2 separate regions of the Mus musculus genome follow, and region 1 is linked to region 2. A link is a contact called in public promoter capture Hi-C data. All regions are on one chromosome and are shown on one strand. Each heading gives the region's core, a stretch centred on a gene start, on an enhancer-like site or on the middle of the called end of the contact. The rest is flanking DNA. Distances are from core to core; before and after follow the strand shown.

Region 1 (5,075 bases), core at 718-3,217, 250 kb after region 2:
ACCATTTGCTGGGTCCCTCGTGTTTGATCCTGGCCACTGGAAGGGGAATTGCCCCCTCCCCAGCCCTCATCAACCAGGTTTACATTTACAACTTTAAAAGATTCAGATGCAATTTCAACTGAAACCAGCAGACATCCTGACCTTACTAGTTTTCTTAGTTTTCATTGTAGATGGTTTTTCAGTTTAACGAATGAGAAGTTTATCTGATGCTTTTTGTTGGCTTCCCCTTTAGTGGTTTGTCTCTTTCTGCCCACCTGTCTAATAAAACTGTGAAATAAAAAATACCTGTATTGCTATTTCCCCATGGATCGACCCTAGCCCCTTGCTAGTTAAAAAATACATCTCATTACCTTAATAATTCTCAGGTCTCCGCTAGAAAGTTAAAGGCACTCCTTGGGCTCCACTGACCTTTTCTTAGAAACTAACTACTCTCAGCCATACTTTCTTTTAAGATAGAAGGTTAAGGGCAAGGACATTTGTTTAATTTGCCTGACGGGTGTTGCCCACCCTGTGCCAACAGAGCTCACCTTGTGCTCATAGTCCAGCAAGAGCATGGCGAGCAGCAGCACCGTGACTCAGTCTGCACACTCAGGTGGCAGAAGAAGGCGCAAGGAGAAAACGGGGGCCCGTTTCAGTCAGATGCTTGCCTTAACTATGGGTCAAAACCTTTAAGTGTCTGATGGCTTGATCACTAACTATGCCGTGATCACCAATTCTCCCCCAAAACGTTGAGACCATTAAAGAACTGCTTTTTAAAAAAGTGTCCCACATATAGATATGTCCAGTCTCAAACTCAGTAAACCCCTGCCTACCTAAGGAGCCCACCTAAAACATCCTGAATGAGGCACGCACACTCTTCTTTCCTCTAGCCTGGTCTCACACAGTGGAGCTGGAGAGCCCCAACACTTCAGGGTACTGAATATTCCCTGCCCCCAACCTCTGACTTAACCAACAGCCACAGGCAGTGGTAGGACAGGTGACTGTCAGCGGCAGCTCTCCAGCTCTGAGTCTGGGCACTCGGCTTCTTCCCAGACTAGGCAGGTGGGGTTTGGACAGCACTATCTCAGCACTCTGTTCTCTGGGCCCATGAACTTGACTATTGACTAGGCCCAGCTTAGGCCCTGAAGAAAGAAGGGAACAGCAATTCAAGTGACCCTCCCTGTGAGGCAGTGCCTCTCCCAAGCCACCCCCTTAGCCAGAACACGGAGACCAAGAATGCTCTCAGGATTTTATTAGGTGGAGTTTGGGTGAGAGAAAACCCTGAAACAGCTGTCCACCTGGCTCAGGACAACTGGGATGGGGGAGCCTTTGATTGCAGACAGGCTTTCACTGAGATGGATGGAAGCAGATCTTTGATTTCTTTATAAGGGAGCTGACTGGCTGCACATCTCTGAGACCTAGTGCAGATTTTGTTTTTAAATGTTGGTTAGAAAGACAAGTCCCCAGAGCAGGACCAGACCCAAAGCGGAAGCCCTGCTGTGCGCAGACGGACAGGCTTCTGCTGTGCGCAGACGGACAGGCTTCTGCTGGACAGGGGTTATTTCTTCTGTTTCCAGATTAAGATTTGTTAGAAGAGGGACCATGACAAATGACAGAAGGATCAGTTTTTCAAACACAAGGATGAAGTAATTACAGAGGAGAAAACATAATGGTTCACAGGGAATGAGATAAGTCGTGATTCTTCATTGGTACTGACCTGGCCCCAAACCACCAGTCCTTCAGTGGCACACCCAGCAGCCCACTGAGCTGGGGCCACATGGAAGATCTGAAGGCAGAGGGGTCGGAGTGGGGCCTACTTGGCTATGGTAAGGGTGTCTGGACTGGGAGCACACACTTGTGTGCTACCCGTGACCACAGCCCAGCTCCTCCAGGCTTGTATCACATTTACAAGTACATACATAAATACATTACACACAGCAGAGGGTCTGGGAGGCAGGCTTCCCACAGGGCTCAGCTGACAGTTGTCTCAGGATCCCAGCAAGGGCACGGGGCTCCAGGAAGGTGCTCCATGTGTTCCCTCCTGCCCAGAGCCCACCCCCTCCTTTTCAGGGTCTAGTTTGTCCAGTATGGAGCGCTGCCGTAGGTGGGTTTGGAGGCTTGAGACTTGGGCTGAAGGGAGCTGGGCTGGCTGCGCTGACCAGAGCCGCTCTGAGGAGGAAGAGGAGAAAAGGCTATAAAGGCTGGAACAGAACCCCAGGCCCCACGTGGGGAGGCTGCCTCCATCACTGCGCTCACCGGGGCATCCTGCTGTAGGTGGTGGTGCAACAGCTGGGAGTGGGGCTGCTGGTGGGCCGGCATGATGTGCAGGAACGGGGCAGGCGCGTAGCCGGGGGCCGCTGCAGGGGCCAGGGGCCCGGTGGAGCCCAAGGCAGACGGCAGGCTGAATGGTGGAGGAGTCCCGGCATGAAATCCCTGCTTGTCAAAAGTCTGTAGGATAAAGATGGCAATGCCGTCAGGTTGAACTGCACTCTTCGCCCATCTAACTGTGCCCACCTTTGTGCGACCTCACCTGTGTCTTGTTGTAGACGGAACCAGTCATATCAGGTAAGCCAGTGCCTGAAGATACTGACACTCCTAGGAAAAAAAACAGCTGTCACACAGGAGACTACTACTCCAGGTTCCAGTCCCGGAGAGGAGCTGACATTACCTTTGCCAGGCCCAGAACCAGTCGACTTGTTTGGTGCCTGAGATGATCCACCATAGCCACCCTTGGTGTAGTCTCCTGCTGCCGTCCCCTGGGTCAAATCGTCATAACCTAGGATGACAGGGCACAAGAGGCATGTGTGGGCTAAGCAGGTCTCTCTGAGCATGTGCCGCTCAGTACTGGGAGTGATGCAGTCCTTACCTGTGCTGTAAGCGTGCTGCCCATAGCCACTGGCCTGCTGGAAAGGGGTCGGGGGAGTGCTGAGGGCCACACCGTGCTGCTTCGCTGAGGTTGGAGGGACCTGATTGGACAAACAGGCGAGGTTTGAGTGTAAGAATAATGCAAAGAGGAGATCAGCCTTGGCTTGAGCGTCAGGCAAAAATAAGTCAGAACGCAGAGAACCACTAGTTTCCTAAGTGCAATCCATGATGAATCTAAAGGAGCTGGGAAATACAATCTGACCCCTGAACCAAGGCTGGCTGCAACTCAATGGGCTCGTGGCTGCATCATCTGCTGCTGATAGATGCTGGAAAACATCCCCAAAGTTTCAACTTTTGAAGAACCCATAGCCCAGGAAATACTCACAAACATAGTAGGCCCATACTGGAAGGCACTGGGCACGCCTGTGTAGTAGGGGAGGCCGGTATAGCTGTAGCCAGGTGGCAGACCAGGATTCAAAAAGGGCTGCTGGGCCGTGTGGTGGGTCTGAGACTGGCTCTGCTGGGCCTGAGCTGGGGTCGTTGGAGGTGCAGGGGATGCAGAGTCTCCTCGGCCAAACTTTGTGACGTCACCTAGAAGAACAACGACCCTTGTATTACCAGGGGAAAGGCCAGGCTAGCTGTTACAAACAGGAATAGCTCATACTGCCAGCTCAAGTACTCACACCTTCAAAGACTGCCTCAGCCCGCCTCATCCACCTTCTGGCCTCCTGTGGCTAGACAGGACAGCCCATCACCTCCCCAACTCTTGCCCGCTGAGCCAACTAACCTGAATATGGATTATTAGCTAGATTCCCATCTCGGCTGGCAAGGGCTGTGGGTGCTGCAAAGGGAATTCCATAGTAATCCTAGGAAAGACCAAGGAGACTCACTGAGCAATGGTCTCACCCCATCCCCAGAGAGCAGATCCAGGTGGCAGAACATGTATGCACACTCTGGGTGATGCCACACTCCCAGAACAGGCAGCTGTCCAGAGAGCTGCATGTATGACAGTACCCTGGGTGTGTGCAGCTCAGAACCTCTGCTTTAGCTGACAGCATGTGGGCAGATTGCCAAACCCTAATGCCTGAACCAGACACAATCAATCTCACAACTCTTTTCACAGCACATACGGAGACTTGGTAAATGCTACAGGCCAAACCAACTGTACTGGTCCTTACTGAGTGAGAGACTAAAGGAACAGCCATGGGAATGGTAAAAGAGGCCAAGCCTAAGAGACTTAAAGAGGGGCAGAAAGCAATGCTAGGCAGGCATAAGACCATGGGTCTAGCTTCTGCCAACTCCTTTAGCTACAGCAACAGAGCTAAATGGCAGGGGAGAATGGCAGGTACAACAGTGCAAACACAGGCCACCAAAGCTGCACTCTGGAGGAAGAAACTCTGCCCTGGCCCTCACCACCCAGGGCCCTGGGCCGTCTGAGCTGAGTCACGCTAGTCAAGAACACATAGCTGGGAATGGCTCTCACATTCCTTAGGCTGCAGGTCTAGGCAAACTCCAAGAAAACATGGAATCCTCAGCCAGAATTCTAAGAGGCAAAAAGAACTAGCCAAATGACAAGGAACTTGCAGGGACTAGCTGGAGACAAAGGAGACTAGTAGGAAGGAGGCCCACAAGGGAGCACCTTCACAGACAAGGAAATCCAAAGGCAGCAGTTTAGCCCCAAAGAAAGGCTAAACACGACCCAAGAAAAAATGTAAAGCTTGTTTCCACTGCGGACTCTCTAAAGATGTCCTCTAAGATATAACTTTTAAAACAGAAAAGGGAGAGGCTGGAGAAATGGCTCAGTGGTTAAAAAAGCTGGGTGCTCTTCCAGTAACCTATGTGGCGGCTTACAACTGTGACACTTCAGCTGCAGGGATACGATGGCTTCTGTCCTGTGGTTAGGCACACAATGGTGCATCTGCAGAAATCCTAGCCCAACTTGTATACCCAGAAAATCCAAGGAAAAGGAGACTCATGGTATGGGTGGAGAGGCAAGAAAAGCCCCTAAGGACAGATGCAGCTGTGAGTGTCACTTCAGGCTATCTTGGATGCTACCCAGGGGTCCTTCTACATCCTGTTAGACTCAACAGACCCTCAGCCAGCCTCTCCCTCAGACAGGACTCCACTCGATCAAGTGGAGGCGCTACCTGCAGCGGCTCACTCTGGGCGGCCTGGCAGAAGACAAGGAACCCAGCAACAGGAGTGGGTGTAGGCAAGAAGTAGGCACGACA
Region 2 (5,149 bases), core at 1,721-4,220:
TAGCAATTCTGTCTGTCATTATGTTACTTCAAATCCAGATATTTTCAAAGTCTAGTGTAGACTGGTCCCTTAATATTTGTTAAATAAAGAAATGAAAGAAAATGGTTCTGGCTTGAAAACTGAAAGATGGGGGCTGGAAAACTGGCTCCGTGGTTAAGAGCACTTGTTCTTGCAGAGGATCTGGGTGCAGGTTCCAGCACTCACATGGTGACACACAGCCCTCTATTAACTCCAATTCCAGAGGAGTTGACATCTTCTCCTGACCTTCGGGGACACTGCACACACACACGCGGTACACAAACACATAAGCAGGCAACACATCCATCCACACACAGAAAACTCAAAAGTCAGGGAAGACCAGGCAGTTTTAAAATCTGCCCTTGCCGGGAAGGGACTTTAATCCCGGCACTCAGGCGCCTGATGCGCAGGAGGATCCCTGTGAGTTCAAGGCCAGCCTGGTCTATATAGTGAGTTCTAGGACAGCCAGGGCTACACAGAGGGACCTTGTCATGAAGAAAAAAAAACCCTAGTAAATAAAGTAAATCTTTTAGCCATAAGTACTCAAAGATGAATGAAAACCACTTACCCTTAAATATGAGCTTCTGAAAAGGTAGTGGAACTCCTGTGGCCTCTTCAACAAGCTGAGCCAAGTCTTGGACAACTGGCTCACTGTTACCTTGCTGTGGGGTAACAAGAAGGTCATACCTCTCATTGCCTGGAGAAAGAAAAGCATTCAATGAGCATTCATCAACCTAACTCTAAGCTGATGTTTTCTTATGGAGCTGAGATTGAATTCAGCTAGGTAGAAGATGCTGGTCACACGTTCAGAAGCTTATAATGGGAACGGGCATGTTCTGCTGAGAAGGCCTGACTCTGGAGAGGAGAGCTCGGTTGTGCTGGGAATCCAGGGGTTGTCAGGCTGCTCAGGGTAGGGTCACACTTGCATCTATCCATACGCTACCCATTACAAAGCTTGTCTTGAGGATTTGTTTCCTCTAACATAAAAAAAAAAAAACTATTTTAACGATGGCTGATATCTTAAGCAATTATACAGAATAAACGGTACAAGACTTGTTCTATGCACTATCTCAAAACCTCAGGACACCATTAGAAAACAGCTATCAGTCTAATTAAGACTCGCTCGGGGAAACCTTCAACTGCTGACTCAGAATTTGACCTTGCATCCAGCTTTGCATCAAAGCCCACACTTTTCTATCACAAGTTGCCTGCCTCATGTGTGGCATGGCTGTCCTATTGTCTCTATGGCATTGGTCTTGTTTTCCCTGATGTCACCAGCAAGGGACTGTTTTCCTCCAAGTCTTTCATACTGGGTACACCTATGTACACCATAGTTAATGGTTAGTTAGCAAAGACAAACAAACGAAACCAATCCAACAACAGAGAGGTTTTTTCTTTTGTTTTAAAACAGGTACTCAATCTTTTCTAAGTAAGTGGAGTTCAAATCCACCTTTAGATTGCGCTCCCAACCAGTCAAGAGTCAGAAGGAGTCCTAGTTCCTATTTGTGCCTCACAGATCAGACATCAAGAGGCCTTTGGGGGGGTGGGGGTGGGGATTCATCTCAAAGTTTCATAAAACTGCTGGATATAGAGCCATGGTTTAGGTAGCAAAGTTTGTTGTTAGTCTTTCCTAACTGATTCTAAGGAAATGTCATGGCTTCAGCTTTCTCGTGTACTTCCCAAGGTTTTTAGTTCTGTGTTGATGTAACCAGATGTCCAGAAAGTAACTCTTGGACTCACGGCCCATTGAACCTGCGGTTCTATGACATCCAACAAAAACACTACTCAGTAAATAAGGAACAGCGGGATCACGCACCAAGTTCGTACTCTTTACACTGGTGGATGTCCAGAACCACGGAAGTTCTACACACAAGAAGGCCTAATATAAGCCTGACACAAAGACCCACGATTACTAGCGTTACACACTCAACTTTGCTTCCAAATAGAGGATCCAATAAGTGTCCAGGGACCGGCCACAGGGAAAGATGTCCTGACACCAGCCCTAAGCAAAAACATCCCCAAATATATATAGCCAAGAACCCATGTTTCTTTCTCCCAAGACTACATGTGGCCAAACCCACATATCCCAACCCGATCTACGGAACCCTCCTTGGCGCTCACTGTGGGTGACGATCACGCTGAGTCTGGGTGTTTCCATTTCCTCCGTCTGGACCATCTCCTCGGTCTTGGCCATGTTGTCGGTCTGGGTCACCTCTTCTGCCACAGTTACTTCCTCGGTTTGGGTCGCCTCCTCGATCTTGGTCACCTCCTCTACCTGGGTCCCGGTCACGTTCTTGCTACGGGTCACTTTCTTACTTCTAGTCAACTCCCTGCTGCTGCTCCCTACCTTCTCGCTCTGAGAAGAGCGGGGCCGGACTTTCTTCTTCACCCGCGGCTTGCAGGCGCCGGCGGCGGCGCCCCTGGTGGATCGGTCATGCCCGCTGGCTGCACTGCGCACAGAGGAACGCTGAGAGGGAGGCAAGCCCCGCTCGGCCCGGGACTCCGACTGGCGCGGCTCCCGGGCAGGCCGAGGGGCGCGCAGCCTGGGTCCCAGCGGCTCCCGGTCGCCTCGCGGTCGCCGCGCGGCGCTGCGACCCGCCAGGCCGCGTTTGTTCACAGCGCAGCGGTGGCTACCGGGCGCGCAGCCTTGCAACCCCGCCCCACTACTCACCAGTTCCGCCCCATCTACTCGCCACGCCCTCGGAACTGACCCTGCTTCAGGCCCCGCCCTATCCGCCCAGCCGCGTCTAAGCCCCACCCACTCCGCCAAGGCACCGCCCTATCCCTCCTCATAAGCCCCTCCTTCAGAAGTCTTTCCACCTCTCCCAGAGCTCCGCGCTCCTTCTCCGGAAGGAGGAGCTGAAAACACGGAAAAGGGATCGGGAGACTCGGGCGAGCACTCTGCGCCTGCGCATGGGGTGGGGGAAGCCGGAAATTGACACCAGAGCGACTACGCTTCCGTTTCTGGTTTTCCTCCAGTGTTTGGGTTTCCTCGCAGCCGGCCAAGATGAACCGATTCTTCGGAAAAGCGAAACCCAAGGCTCCGCCACCTAGCTTGACGGACTGCATTGGGACGGTGGGCATTTGACTTTGCATACCTCTGACACTCCGACCCGTCCATCCCGAATTCGTACTCCACCCCATTCCTGGTTCGGGCCCATTAAACCTGAGTCTTCTTCATCCCCACCCCTTTCATCCCTGTTTTCCAGGTCATTCCTGACCCCAGAGACCAGACAGTCTAATCTCATCATTCTTTCGCCCTTACTGCACTTAGCTCTTTCCGATGCCCACTGTGCCCCACCCCTTCTTCCTCGCTTTGGTTCCCACATTCCAACCTACGTACCCTATGTCACTACACCCCACTTTGTCTAACCTGGCCTTTTAAAAACCCTTTTTCACTCTTCTCCCCTTACCCATGTCAGGGTTAACATATCTGTACCTTAGTCCTGGGTCTGAGTAGCATAGAATTCTGAATCTTGGCCCTTCCAGATTAAACCTGATCTCGGAAATGGTTTTAGATCTCATCTTAGCCTGTGTTGATTGGTTCATTCCACGCACGTTCATGCAGAGTCCCAAACTGACTATTCTCCTACTTGGGAAATCTCAGCCAGCGGAGAGAATCCCAAATCGTTTTCCTCAAGAGAGGGCTGCTATATCAGAATCTAGGAGGTGGGAGAGAGTTTATGAAAGCCCTCCAATGGTTCGGGCTGGAATTCCCCACCCTTAAGAAAAACCCTATTTTCTGCCCTTTGCTATATTGTTCCTTTTTTCTTTTGCATATCCCTCTCTTTCTGCCCCTTTCCATGTAAACATATTACAATAATTACCACTGCATGTGATGTTTTCTTCCAAGGTGGATAGCAGGGCAGAATCCATTGACAAAAAGATTTCCCGGCTGGATGCTGAACTAGTGAAATATAAGGATCAAATCAAGAAGATGAGAGAGGGTCCTGCTAAGGTAAGGCTGGTGACAACTGTTGTAGGAAGTACTGTGAAGGGACTGACTGGTGAAGGATACAAGAAAAATACACGAAATCTGGTAAAGAGAAGCTACTTGTGAGGACCTGTTCTTCAGGGAACAGAAGCTACAGCCATATACAAGAGGGAGGCTGGGTTTTAATGTGGTAGGTAGAAGATGCTGATGACATGTAATGGGAATTGGCATGCTCTGCTGAGAAGGTCTGACTCTGAAGAGGAGAGCTGGTTGTGCTCAGAATCCGGGTGTTGTCTGGCTACTCAGGTTAGACTAGATATGGCGTGTAAGATCAGTGTTCTGATACTAACACTACTTAATAGGCTATGGGTGTATAGGTATCTTTTTTTTTCATAACTTTATAACTTTTTAACAGTATGAACCAGGATATCACTCAGCTTCAATTTTCTCATCTGTTAAATGAAGATAATATATACTAATGTGTGAGGATTAAATAACAAGTCACCTACATGGCATTATATCTAGAATATCGTAGTAGTTGATGAATTTGCGTGAAGAACCAACAGAGGGATCAAAGGTTGATGTAGAGGTTCCCAGATTCTGAAAGCGGGAGGCTGGTGGGCTGTTGTAAATGGCTTCTAACATGAGGACATGATAGCGGATGAACGTGTTGTATTTAAATGGAAAGCAACTGGATATACACAGTGCGCTCTGTTGGGGCTGGAAGTGGAAGTACAATGCCTAGGGAGAGGAAGAGGAATTGAAGATACAGAGCATGGGTTGCAAAGGGCGCTAAGATGTACCAGCTGGGCATTAGAATTATCTGTGCTCGAAGCTTGAAGAGGAAGAGTAGAGTCAAGGAGCCTCCACATCTGCCATCTTGCAGAAGAAACATGTAGGTGCAGGAGTGTGAGCATAGGGGAGACTTCTTGTGCCATCTGCGTTCCCTTCTTTTAATTAAGTCTGTTTTTCTCCTCAGAACATGGTCAAACAGAAAGCCCTGAGAGTTTTAAAGCAAAAGCGGATGTAAGTCATATGCTTCATCTCCCTCCTAAGAAATCAGAAAGTGAAGAGGCCTTCCATTCCTTCCGGCTTTCATTTCTTCTCAGTAGTCTTGATTTCATTACAAATGTGCAAAAGCTTCCAATGTTCCGAGTTACTACCTAAGCTTCAGCAGCCACGTGGGATCACTTTGGC

The links. Promoter capture Hi-C pulls out the DNA fragments that hold promoters and counts their contacts.
Region 1: a promoter capture Hi-C map of maxillary cranial neural crest shows a contact between it and region 2. The contact joins the enhancer-like site here to the promoter of Chmp5 in region 2. A contact is called at or near these places in 9 of 39 promoter capture datasets (the C10 cell line, the HPC-7 cell line, cranial neural crest and 6 more), 1 of 484 Hi-C or Micro-C datasets (colorectal tumor organoids), 2 of 115 datasets of contacts at active chromatin or transcription factors (bone marrow-derived macrophages and embryonic stem cells) and 1 of 9 other capture datasets (embryonic stem cells).

Annotation. Positions count from the first base shown.
Region 1 is chr4:41,193,099-41,198,173 of GRCm38.p6, forward strand. Ubap2 (ubiquitin-associated protein 2) reads right to left here. Exons shown (of 29, transcript NM_026872.1): 23 at 3,632-3,710; 24 at 3,230-3,435; 25 at 2,846-2,945; 26 at 2,648-2,755; 27 at 2,510-2,574; 28 at 2,236-2,427; 29 at 1,217-2,148. The coding sequence ends at 2,053. It overlaps Ube2r2 (ubiquitin-conjugating enzyme E2R 2), which reads left to right. Exons shown (of 5, transcript NM_026275.4): 5 at 1-272. Among named protein-coding and RNA genes, the nearest start is that of Gm22888, 7.5 kb to the right of the region's middle. Within about 2 kb of position 1,968, at least 24 of the 459 cell types and tissues checked have an H3K27ac peak or open chromatin away from gene starts, as enhancers often do.
Region 2 is chr4:40,945,583-40,950,731 of GRCm38.p6, forward strand. It overlaps Chmp5 (charged multivesicular body protein 5), which reads left to right and starts at 2,971. Exons shown (of 8, transcript NM_029814.1): 1 at 2,971-3,094; 2 at 3,872-3,976; 3 at 4,932-4,978. The coding sequence starts at 3,026. It overlaps Bag1 (BCL2-associated athanogene 1), which reads right to left and starts at 2,712. Exons shown (of 7, transcript NM_001171739.1): 1 at 2,140-2,712; 2 at 587-715. The coding sequence starts at 2,212.